Linked DNA regions of Rattus norvegicus: regions 1 and 2 are each linked to region 3. The links are chromatin contacts, called in public Hi-C maps. All regions are on one chromosome and are shown on one strand. The core of a region is the stretch at or near the end of the contact, and the rest is flanking DNA. Distances in the headings are between cores, read along the strand shown.

Region 1 (3,325 bases), core at 159-2,658, 220 kb before region 3:
GGAAAACGGAAAGGAGGAAGAGAATAGGGGAGAAGGAGGAAATAAAAGAGGAAAGAGGAGGAAAGAGAGAAGATGAAAGTACAGGAGGAGAAGGAAATGGAGAGGAAGAGGAGAAAGATGGAGAAGAGGAAGAGGAAAACAAGGAGAAAGGAAGAGGAAGAGGAGGAGGAAGAGGAAGGAAGCGAAGGAGGGGAGGCTGCAGTGTCTGAGTCTGTGATGACAGGAGTTCCCACACGTCAGGTACTGTGCTGGACGCGAGGAGCTTCATGTAGTCATATCATGTGGGCAGAGATGGGAAGAGGTCAAAGGAAGACGGCATGTGACAGAGAGTGACAGAGCCACAGAGTGAGAGTCGTGGGAGGGGTGCAGGGAGGGGACAAAGAGGACAGGAGGTAACCCAGGCTAGCTGTTAAAAGAAGCCACTCCTTTCCACCATCTTTCCACTGCTTCTGCATCAGTTCCTGGTGGAGAGTGCTGGTCCCTGCCTAGCTCTGAAGCCTGTTTGTTGGCCCATCCTCACCCTAGCTGTGCTCCCAATGGGCACCTCGCCCCTCTGCCTGAAATAGTTGTTGCTTTCTCTGCAGAGGAGGAGCTAGGGAGCCAAGAGAGGCATAGGTGTGGATTGCTTGGCACACAGTCAGTGCTCAATCAGTGCCCCTTCCCTTCCTGGGTGGGAGAGCCAGTAGGAAGCAGAGGACAGAAGGAAGTGTTTATAAAAAGCTTAGCACACAGCTGGTGCCCAATGTATGCCCATATTTCCCAGGCAGAGAGAAGCAGGAAGCAGAGGCTGGCAGAGACCATTGTCAGTGAAGAATGGAGGACAAGAGAGAGAACGCATACCAGAACTGTGCTCAATAAATGCGTTCTTTGTCTTGGAAGAGAGTGGAGAAAACAGCGAGGGGGAGGGGAAGGGAGGGGGGGAAGGGAAAGGAGGGTGTGATGAGGTAAAGAAGTGAGTGGAGTGACTAGTATACAGTAGGGGCTCAAGGTGTGTTCATTCCTTCTCCCAGGAGGGTAGAAAGGAGAGGATGATGATGAAAGAGATGATGGTGGGGTGTGTGGGAGCAGGGACAAGAGGGAAAGGAGTCTGGAGTCTGGGACCCCCGTACACAGTAGGTGCTCATAAGATTTCTAGTGGGGAGGGGCCATGCAAATCGGAAGGGGAGAAAGGACATAGTGGAGGCACAGCAGAGCTAGGACAGGAAGTGTAGAGGCAAGGCACAGAGAGGATGGCCGAACACCAGGGTGACCAGAATAATGAAAGGGTCCTGGGCTCAGGCAAGGACAGGAGGCTGGATGTAGTAGATGCCCTAGGCCTGGTCCCCAGGGTCACTCTCCTGCTGAGAGCCACTGGCCCCTCTGAAGGAGGCGGAGGCAGGAGCCCCCAGCTGTCAGGACAGGAGACAAGGGTGCATTGTCCTGGTGCTGGCACAGCCTGGCCCAAGGGGGAGGGGAGCCTGGTCTGCCTGGTGTAGGGTGCTGCCTGGCCTCGACATCCCATGACCTGTTGTCCCTCATCTGGGCTGACTTCTCTCCCTGCCTTTCTGGTCTTGAGTCCTTGGTTTCCACCCCTCTGTCCTGTTGTGTGGGGCAGGAGGGGCTGCCCCTGCTGCCAGTAATGAGCCCCTTAACCAGGATTGGGGCTCCGCATGAGTGGGGGCAGAGGGGGAAGGAAAGACGGAGGCAGAGAAGGGAGAGCCAGGACAGAACCAGCTTTATTCAGGAGAGAACACAGGGCTCAGGCCCCAGCAGAGAGGGAGTCAGAAAGGGAGGAAGAGAGACCTGAAAATAGGGGATAGGGAGGAAGGGGTGGGGAACAAGCAAGCTGAGATAGAGACAGGAATAAAAGAGAGACAGAGAGACAGACAGTGAGAAAGAGACAGAGAAAGGCAGAGACAAGAGAGAGACTGTCAGAAACGGAAAGAGAAATGAAGAGCGAAGGAGAATCAGGTCAAGAGACAGACACATGGAAGGAACATCAGAGACAGGAAAAATTAGGCTGAGAGAGGCAGAGATGGAGAAAGGCAAAAAAATAAGGGGGGATAGAAAATCTGCGAGAAAGATGGAGAGACAGAGGCAGAGAGCGAAACAGATGGAAAGAGGCAGAAAGAGAAAGATAGAGATGGGGAATCAGATATGCACATGTGCGTGCGTGCACACACACACATAGAGACAGATGGACACAGATACATACACATGAGAGAGAGAGACAGAGACAGAGACAGAGAGAGACGGAGATGAAGAGACAGAGACAGAGAGAGACAGAGACAGAGATACACAGAGAGACAGAGAGAGACAGAGACAGAGATACACAGAGAGACACACAGATGGAGATGAAGAGACAGAGACACAGAGACAGAGACACAGAGAGAGACAGAGAGACATGGAGATGAAGAGACAGGCAAAGTGAGGCAGAGAGAGAGAGAGAGAGGGAGACAGACACAGACAAAGACACAAAGACACAGAGAGACAGAGAGAGACACACAGAGACAGATGCACACAAGAGAGACACAGAGAGATACAGAGAGAGAAGGAGAGAGAGAGAAGGAGAGAGGGAGAGAGAGAGAGAGAAAGAGAGAGAGAGATAGAGAGAGAGAGAGAGATAGAGAGATAGATATGAAGAAACAGGCAGAGTGAGGTGGCACAGGAGAGGATGGAGAGTGTGGAAGGCAGGAGCCCAGTCAGGAGAGGCAAGCAGACAGGTGGAGAGACACTGGGCGCCTTTTGAGCCCCAGCACAGCAGGACCCTCTCACCTGGCCATGGTGTCTGCACCCCCAACCCTAGCCAAAGCCCTGCAATTTAAGGGGCACCATAGGGGCGGGCCCTGTCTCTATCCACACCTTATCTGGCCAGACCCTGGCCTTGCAGCTAAATCGAGCCTCAGCTGTCAGCACCAGCAGCAACAGCTGCACAGGCAGCCGTGACACAACCTCCCCTCTCATGGCCTGTGCCCCAGGCCCCTGGGGGTCAGCATGGAGGCCCATACCCTCAGCAGGGAAGCCTCATGAACCCCTAGTTTCAGGACAGGCCTTGTCATGCATGCTAGGGCTCTCAGGAGTGGGGTGTCAGTTGGGGGCACCAAGTCTGCACTAAGGGCAAATAGGCATCGAACCAGTGTGAAGGCCGCACCCGGCCCTCCAGAGGCTCCTCATTCAGGACCTTATTTGGTCACAGTGGAGGGTGCACCTGGGCTGTCACAGGCTCACCACTCAGGCCGAGAATAGAAACACTCAGGGAGCCCTGCCAGTTGTCCTCTACCCGGGACTAGACAGGCAACAGGTGGGCAGGGGTGAGGGGTGGACAGGAAGGAGGGAGATAGAGGCG
Region 2 (3,421 bases), core at 132-2,631, 240 kb before region 3:
TGATTTTCACAAGTTTTCAATGAGAGGGGCAGAGCAGAGCAGTGGACTGTAAGGAGCCTCAGGTTCTAGTCCTGATATCTGTGAGACCCTGAGCCATGGACCCAGTCTTTGAGCCTTACTTTATCTCTCTGGGACAGAGTAGTACTTGGAAAGCAGAAAGCATTGTGTAAACAGTCACCATCCTGACCCTGTGATGTCACCGAGGACTGTCCTCCCTCATCTTGTCTGACTTCTGACCTCTGTGAAGTGCCCTGTCATTTTTCTTAGTGGAGAAGTCTGGTGGTGCACTTGGTCCCCGGAGCCTAGGTGGCAAAATGTCGACAGGGAGGTTGGAGGAAGTTGGGACTTGAAGGGGCAGTCACCCGAGGAGCTGCAGGTGTCCATTCTCCTTGTCAGGGCCGGCTAGCAGCAGCAGGTCTGGCAGCTCCAGGGCAGGGCTAGAGGCTGCCACCCCCATGGTGACCTTGTTGGCGACTTCTCCAAACCGGGTCACCTGGGGCCAGAGGTTAGAGGCACGATAGATGGAGAACAGAATTCAACAGGGATCTGATGGGTGTTGGGAATCTCGACAGAGTGACAGGTCGTGAACTAGTGGAGACCAGGTTAGGAGCTGGGAATGTGGCTCAGTATATAAGCACATGCCTAGAATCCCCCAGTGAGGGGCTGCACTAAGGGGTAGAGCCCCTGCCTAATTTGAGTGAAGCTCTGGGTAACACCCACATTACCACTAAAAAGAAAAAAGAAAGTTGTGGGCTAGAGATGTTAGGATCAAAGGACAAGAACCATATGTGTGTACAGTCAAGGAAACTGAGACAAAGGCTTCTGAAGCCACAAAAAGCCCAGCGGGCTCAGAAATTATGTGGAACACTTGGAGTTCCAAAGAGTGATAAATGACTGGGGCTCCGTACATCAACGGGTTGGAGGTCCGGGGCTCCACACCTGCACGAAGTTGCTCTCAAAGATGGGAAAGTCGCGCAGCTGGTCGAACTCGCCGCTCAGGAGGTGGCGCTGGAGTCGCCCAGGGCGGCACGGGGCGTAGGCTTGAGCCAAGGGGCGGTCTGCAGGGGCGAAGGGTTGGCATCCACTCCAGGATGCCAGGTACCTGTACTCTGACCGGGGGCGCACGCGGGGCAAAGGCCTCCGCATTGCTGGCCCCATGCCTTCCCCGGCTCCCTCACTAGGGCCAACCCCTCCAGGCAGAACTCCTTTTGTCACCTTCCATCCCCTCCGAACTAGTCTCACCTGCTCTGCCGGAAGCCGGCTTAAGATCTCGTCCGCCCTTCATCGCCACGCCCCGGCCCTGGGTAGTAGGAACGCCGGGTGAAGCCTGGGACAGACAGATAAAGGGTGGGGCCTAGAGCTTGTGACTTTACAATAGGTGGCCCAGCGTTCCTTGACGTCATGAACGTCACCTCTCTCCGAGGCTGTGTCACCGGGGACGTGAACCCTAGAGGCCCGGATGGAGAAATGGCCATCCTAACTGCGGGAGCAGGCGAACGGGCGCTAGTGCGCAGGCGCGGCATGCGGCGCAGGCGCACGAGCCTCAGGATGAGATCTGTGTTTCCTAGGGTGCTGTATGGCGCTCGGCTCTTCCCAGCGCTTCGGTATGGTGGCCGCGGGTGCCGGCGTGACCCAGCTGCTAGTGCTCTTGTTGATGGTAGCCGCGGTTCCTAGCAGAGCCCGGGGCAGCGGCTGCCGGGTCGGAGCCGCCGCGCGCGGGGTGAGTGCTAGTGGCCGGGGCGGGGCGGCCTCCTGTGGGTGCTAGATGGCCTTCTCATGAATATTCATGAAAGGATGTGGTTTGCTTGGAACTTGGGCTGCGTGGCTTGGTGGTGCTAGCTAGCCTTTCATCTCAGTGCTCCGGAGGCTGAGGCTGGAGGATCAAGGAGTTTAAGGCTAACTTGGGCTGCTTGAGATCGTCTCAAAAATACAAAAATGGGGGTGTGATGGTGCACGCTTTCAATACTTCTATTCAGGTGGCAGAGGCAGGTGGATTTCTGAGTTCCAGGCCAACCTAGTACAAAGGGAGTTCTAGGCCAGACAGGGCTACATAGTGAGACCCTAACTCAATAAGTAAATAATAAAGCTATGGTAGGGCAGGGAAGCAGTGCCGTTGTGCAATGGGTGGAGTCATGTTCCTGAATATGCATGAGGAAGCCAGGTGCTGTAGGATGCCTGGGTAGGAGAAGCTTTAAATTAAGACATCTAAGGCATAGCCCTGGGCGTGGGGTGCAATCTTGACAACCTAGGTGTGCAAGGTCACCCTGGGTTACTTAAGGCCCTGTTTCAAAAAACCCAAAAATGGGGTGCTGGAGAAATGGGGCCAAGAGAACTGGCCGCTTTTCTGGAGTACCTGCGTTCGATTTCTAGCACCCATCTGGAGGCTCACAACTGCCTGTTAACTTCCGTTCCTGGGTATTGGACATTGTGTCCAATACCCAGGAACTTGCAAACATCTGTGCACAAAATTAAAAAAAGAAAAACCACAAAAAATTAAGTTGTTGTTGGTGCTTATCTGTAATCCCAAGCACTCAGTAGACGTAGGCAGGAGAGAAGTGGAATTCTTGACAATGTGAATGGTTGGGGTATGAACACGTGCCAAGGATGCCAGTGCCTGTGAATTCATGAATGGGGAGCAGAGTGTGGTGGTGCTTGCCTGTATTAGCACTAGGTGGTGGAGGTGCAAGAATTGTGGATTAGAGGCTAACTTGGGCTTTGCAGTGAGACTCTCAAAAACAAAAAGATAATGACCTGGGCATTGGACGGTAGAGTAACGGCTTGTAGGGTTTTCTTTGTGCTATGGAAATCAACGACATGAATATTCATGAACCCAGGGAAAGCCCTTGTGATTGGATGTGAGCATGAAGCTAAGGCTTGTCCTTCAGCCTGTCATTCTGTCCTGGTGTCAGTGGATTCTGCCCTGTCCAGAGCTCGAGTGGTTCTTACTTGGGGTCCTTGTCTCTCCTGCAGGTGGGAGCTGATGGCCATGAAGCTGAGGGCTGTGGCACTGTGGCATTGCTGCTGGAACATTCATTTGAGATTGGTGAGATCAGTGGGTCTTCAACCTTACACATATCCTTTGGCGGAGAGCCAAAACCAGAGATAGGAAAAGAGAAGTTGTTTTTAGGTGCCCCATACTTGTGGCTTCAAGGGTTCAAGGGTTTAATGCATACCCAAGGGTATGAAAATTATAAATATACACCTATACCTATATATGCATACATATAAGTGTATACACATACCACATGTACATACACACATGTATGCATATGTAAATGTACATATGTGTACATGTGCACAGCATACATGTGCATGTGTGATAGCTAAAGGAAGTATTTTATGCCAGGTAGCCGTCTTGGTACCCTCTAGCCACTTGTCACTGATTCTAGTGCCTGGAAGATAGGTTTTTAGTGACTCCCAC
Region 3 (3,200 bases), core at 329-2,828:
ACGGCTATTTCTGGTTTTGCGCACAAGGAATCCTTGCATTGGAGGACAAAGGATGCTGTTACTGGCTCTCATCGAGAGCACGACCGCTAGTTCTGCTTGATCTCAATTTGCTTGTGACCCACTAAAATTGCACGGATCTGAACTACAAGGATTTGCGAATATGTTCGTGATTGGAAATTTCTAGTCCTTGTCCAGAAGACCCAGAGCATACAAATGAACTTTCTTGGGCAGGTGTGTCTGTCCCTCAGGGCACTCACTCCCTTGGGAAGGTTGGAGGAGGCAGGAAGGTGATGGAGTGCGCTGCTAACAGATTCCCTCTATTTGGGGTTCTGGACACTTCTATCAGATAGGGATTTGATGGCAGGTGATAACGGTTCAATAGGAGTTTGCTAAGACAAGAGAGAAAAAAAAGGAAGAAATATTAGCATTTCTTAAGATAACCAGGAAAGGAATTACATCCACTTAGACTCTCCACATACAGTCACAACATCTGCCCACACCGTTGATCTCTGGCAGTCCTTAGCGTGGCCTTCCTTTAAACAGATTTGCACCTTTGCTGGGAAGGAGTGCTCAGAGAGACAAGCCTGAAATCCTGAGCAAGCTGTTTAGTGCCAGATGGAGAATCAAACCCTGGAAATTCTTCTCTGTGCCCTGGCACTCACAGCTGAAATGCCCCTTAAATACTCATGTGACCTAAAGGTTCCTACTTATTCTTCAAGACCCACTTCTCCTTCAGACCCAGGGGTCCAAGCTCCAGCACTCCTCCCTCAGACCCAGAGGTTCAGACTCCAGCACTTCTCCCTCAGACACAGGACTCCAAGCCCAATTCTCCACCCAAAGACTTAGAGATCCAGGGCCCAGCCTCCTCCCACAGACTTGGAGGTCCAGGGCCCAGCCTCCTCCCACAGATTTTGAGATTCAGGGCCCAGCCTCCTTTCTCAGACTCAGATGTTCAGGGCCCAGCCTCTTCCCTCAGACTCAGAGGCCCAGAGCCCAGTTTCTCACAGATTTGGAGCAACAGGTCCCAAGCCTCCTCCCTCAGATCTAGGGGCCAGGTCTCTACTTTTCACCTTCCTGCTGAGATCCATGGTTGTGTGGACCTATGAGGAACAGGGTTGTAGGGAGCAGAGCTTAGGGAGCAGGAAGCCTTGGTCTGGTGCTGTTAACATTTATTGGATCTTAGAGGCCAGAGCAATGGCAGAGCAGGCGGGGGCCAAGCTGGTGGACTGGGGAGCCATGCCTTCTTACTGCTGAGCCTAGAGCAGAGATAGAGGTGTGATGTAGACACATGGCAACTCAGTACAGAAAAAGCTTCAGGGCCAAATGAAGAGAGACAAGAGAGACAGACCCCTCCTACACCCACCTCCCCCTCACCTTGTTGAAGAAGTAGATGGAGGCTAGGATGGTTAACACGGCCATGGCCAAGGTCACATTCTGGGGGAGGAGGTCAGGAGTCAGCTCCCTCCCCTCCCTATCCCCACCCCTGCCCCAGTCCCTTCACCTGTCCTCACTTCCTGCAAGTTCATAGCCATGGGTCCTAGCCACACAGCACTTGACCTGCCTCCCTCAGACCTCTGAGTCCGACAGGAAAGAGTCTCCAAGAATGGGAGGGGGTTGTCGGGGAGACCAGAATGGTGACCATGGTGACCAGGGAAGGGCATTTTGGGTAGAAGAGACATTGGAACTGGGGATTGGGAGGAAGGGGATGTAGGTGTGTAGTGTCACCCATGGGACCTAAATCCAGCATCAGGACTTATGAGATTGGAGAGTACAGACCTGGATCTCCACACTGGGTCCCATTTTCTTCCCTAGAGTGTGCTGGGGAGCCAGGGGAGAGTTGTGAGCTGGGAAGGGACAGATAGCCTCTGGTATCTTGAGGCAGGAGAATGACTGAGGTATGAAGAAGGGGTCCAATGGCACAGGCAAAATGGCATGCTTGTGTCTGCCAGATGCAAGGGTGGGAATGACAGTTGGGACTTAGACTAGAATTTGGTCCCCAGCTTGTGAAAATGGCAGAATGTGCACCCTGGTGTGAAGCATGGTGGCAGTGGCAGCTTCTGACCTCTGGACCACAGGGACAGCCAGGCACTTTGACTCTGACCACCCAGTGTTCTTTGTAGGTTCCAAATTCTTTCCTCTCTATACCTTTCCTCTTATAACTTTCAGGTTCTTAGAGGTGCAGCCGAGAGGGGAGATACACGTGTGTGTGGAACTGCCTTCATCCCCCACTAATTGCTACCGGCTGTGCACAGAGGGATGCACCACTGGAGGAGCCCAGTTCTTTGCAGTGTCCTCAGGCTGGAGACTCAGGGGACATACATGGTGAGAAGCCTCCTGCGGTGATGCCTGTGTGGGCTTGAACCCCAGCTCTGACGGCTGTCAGTGGAATGACCTTCAGTGAGTCACAAAGATGTCTTTGCCATTTTTTTCTAATGTAAAGAAAACATATCCCCCAGGAAAGGAGCTAGGGCAGGGCTCAGTGGGTGTATACTTACCTTTTAAGCATGAGGACCTGAGTTTGATTCCCTAGCATGCCTATAAAAAGCCAGGCATGGTGCTTGTGCCTCGGCACTAGGACGTAGAGACTGGAAGATCCCGGGGTTTGTTGGCCAAATGAGTGAACTCCAGGTTGAGTGAGAATGATCAGAATAAGTGAAAAGCAATCAAACAAGACATTTGACATTGACCTCTGACCTCTCCACACGGAGAACTTCTGTTTGTGGTGCAGGTGTTTCTCCAGCCCAGGGTGGGAAGACAGCTCAAGAGTCTCACAAAACTCAAGACATTTTTCCAGATTCACCTGATACAGAAGAAGTAGATGGTTGCTGGAGAGAAGGCTCTTTTTAAAAAAGATTTATTAATTTATTATGCATATAGCATTCTGTCTGCATGTATGCCTGCCGGTGAGAAGAGGGCACCAGATCTCGTGGTTATCTGGCTAGATGGTTGTGAGCCACCATGTGGTTGCTGGGAATTGAACTCAGGACCTCTGGAAAAGCAGCCAGTGCTCTTAACCTCTGAGCCATCTCTCCAGCACTCAAGACAGAATTCTTAAGTGGAGCTGCCTTTGAGGTGCACAGAGGACCCCCAGTGACACATCTGTCCTCCTCGCACCGTCTGTCTAGGACATTCCAGTGTGGGTGCAGCGGCTGCTTTTGAGTCACAATCCTGTGAGTGACACCAGTAAATGAACTGGTTCA

What was found. A called contact is a pair of places that touch in the nucleus more often than the background predicts.
Region 1: a Hi-C map of prefrontal cortex shows a contact between it and region 3, with 4 times the contacts expected there. The contact joins the enhancer-like site here to the promoter of Smim47 in region 3. A contact is called at or near these places in 8 of 12 Hi-C or Micro-C datasets (the A7r5 cell line, the Rat2 cell line, Schwann cells and 5 more).
Region 2: a contact with region 3 is called in a Hi-C map of the A7r5 cell line, with 6 times the contacts expected there. The contact joins the promoter of Garin5a here to the promoter of Smim47 in region 3. A contact is called at or near these places in 8 of 12 Hi-C or Micro-C datasets (the A7r5 cell line, the Rat2 cell line, Schwann cells and 5 more).

What each region holds. Positions count from the first base shown.
Region 1 is chr1:104,102,759-104,106,083 of GRCr8, reverse strand. No RefSeq gene overlaps it. Among named protein-coding and RNA genes, the nearest start is that of Trnaa-agc69, 4.5 kb to the left of the region's middle. Within about 2 kb of position 1,408, at least 55 of the 93 cell types and tissues checked have an H3K27ac peak or open chromatin away from gene starts, as enhancers often do. A contact at or near this core is called in the A7r5 cell line, Schwann cells and prefrontal cortex, where this site is marked.
Region 2 is chr1:104,123,461-104,126,881 of GRCr8, reverse strand. It overlaps Garin5a (golgi associated RAB2 interactor 5A), which reads right to left and starts at 1,381. Exons shown (of 5, transcript NM_001400842.1): 1 at 1,243-1,381; 2 at 940-1,058; 3 at 363-493. The coding sequence starts at 1,285. It overlaps Emc10 (ER membrane protein complex subunit 10), which reads left to right and starts at 1,514. Exons shown (of 7, transcript NM_001004221.2): 1 at 1,514-1,720; 2 at 2,971-3,043. The coding sequence starts at 1,577.
Region 3 is chr1:103,879,620-103,882,819 of GRCr8, reverse strand. It overlaps Smim47 (small integral membrane protein 47), which reads right to left and starts at 1,578. Exons shown (of 3, transcript NM_001384852.1): 1 at 1,512-1,578; 2 at 1,375-1,434; 3 at 1,153-1,256. The coding sequence starts at 1,526. The coding sequence ends at 1,245. Acp4 (acid phosphatase 4) reads left to right here and starts at 1,664. Exons shown (of 12, transcript NM_001107510.2): 1 at 1,664-1,895; 2 at 2,167-2,322. The coding sequence starts at 2,257.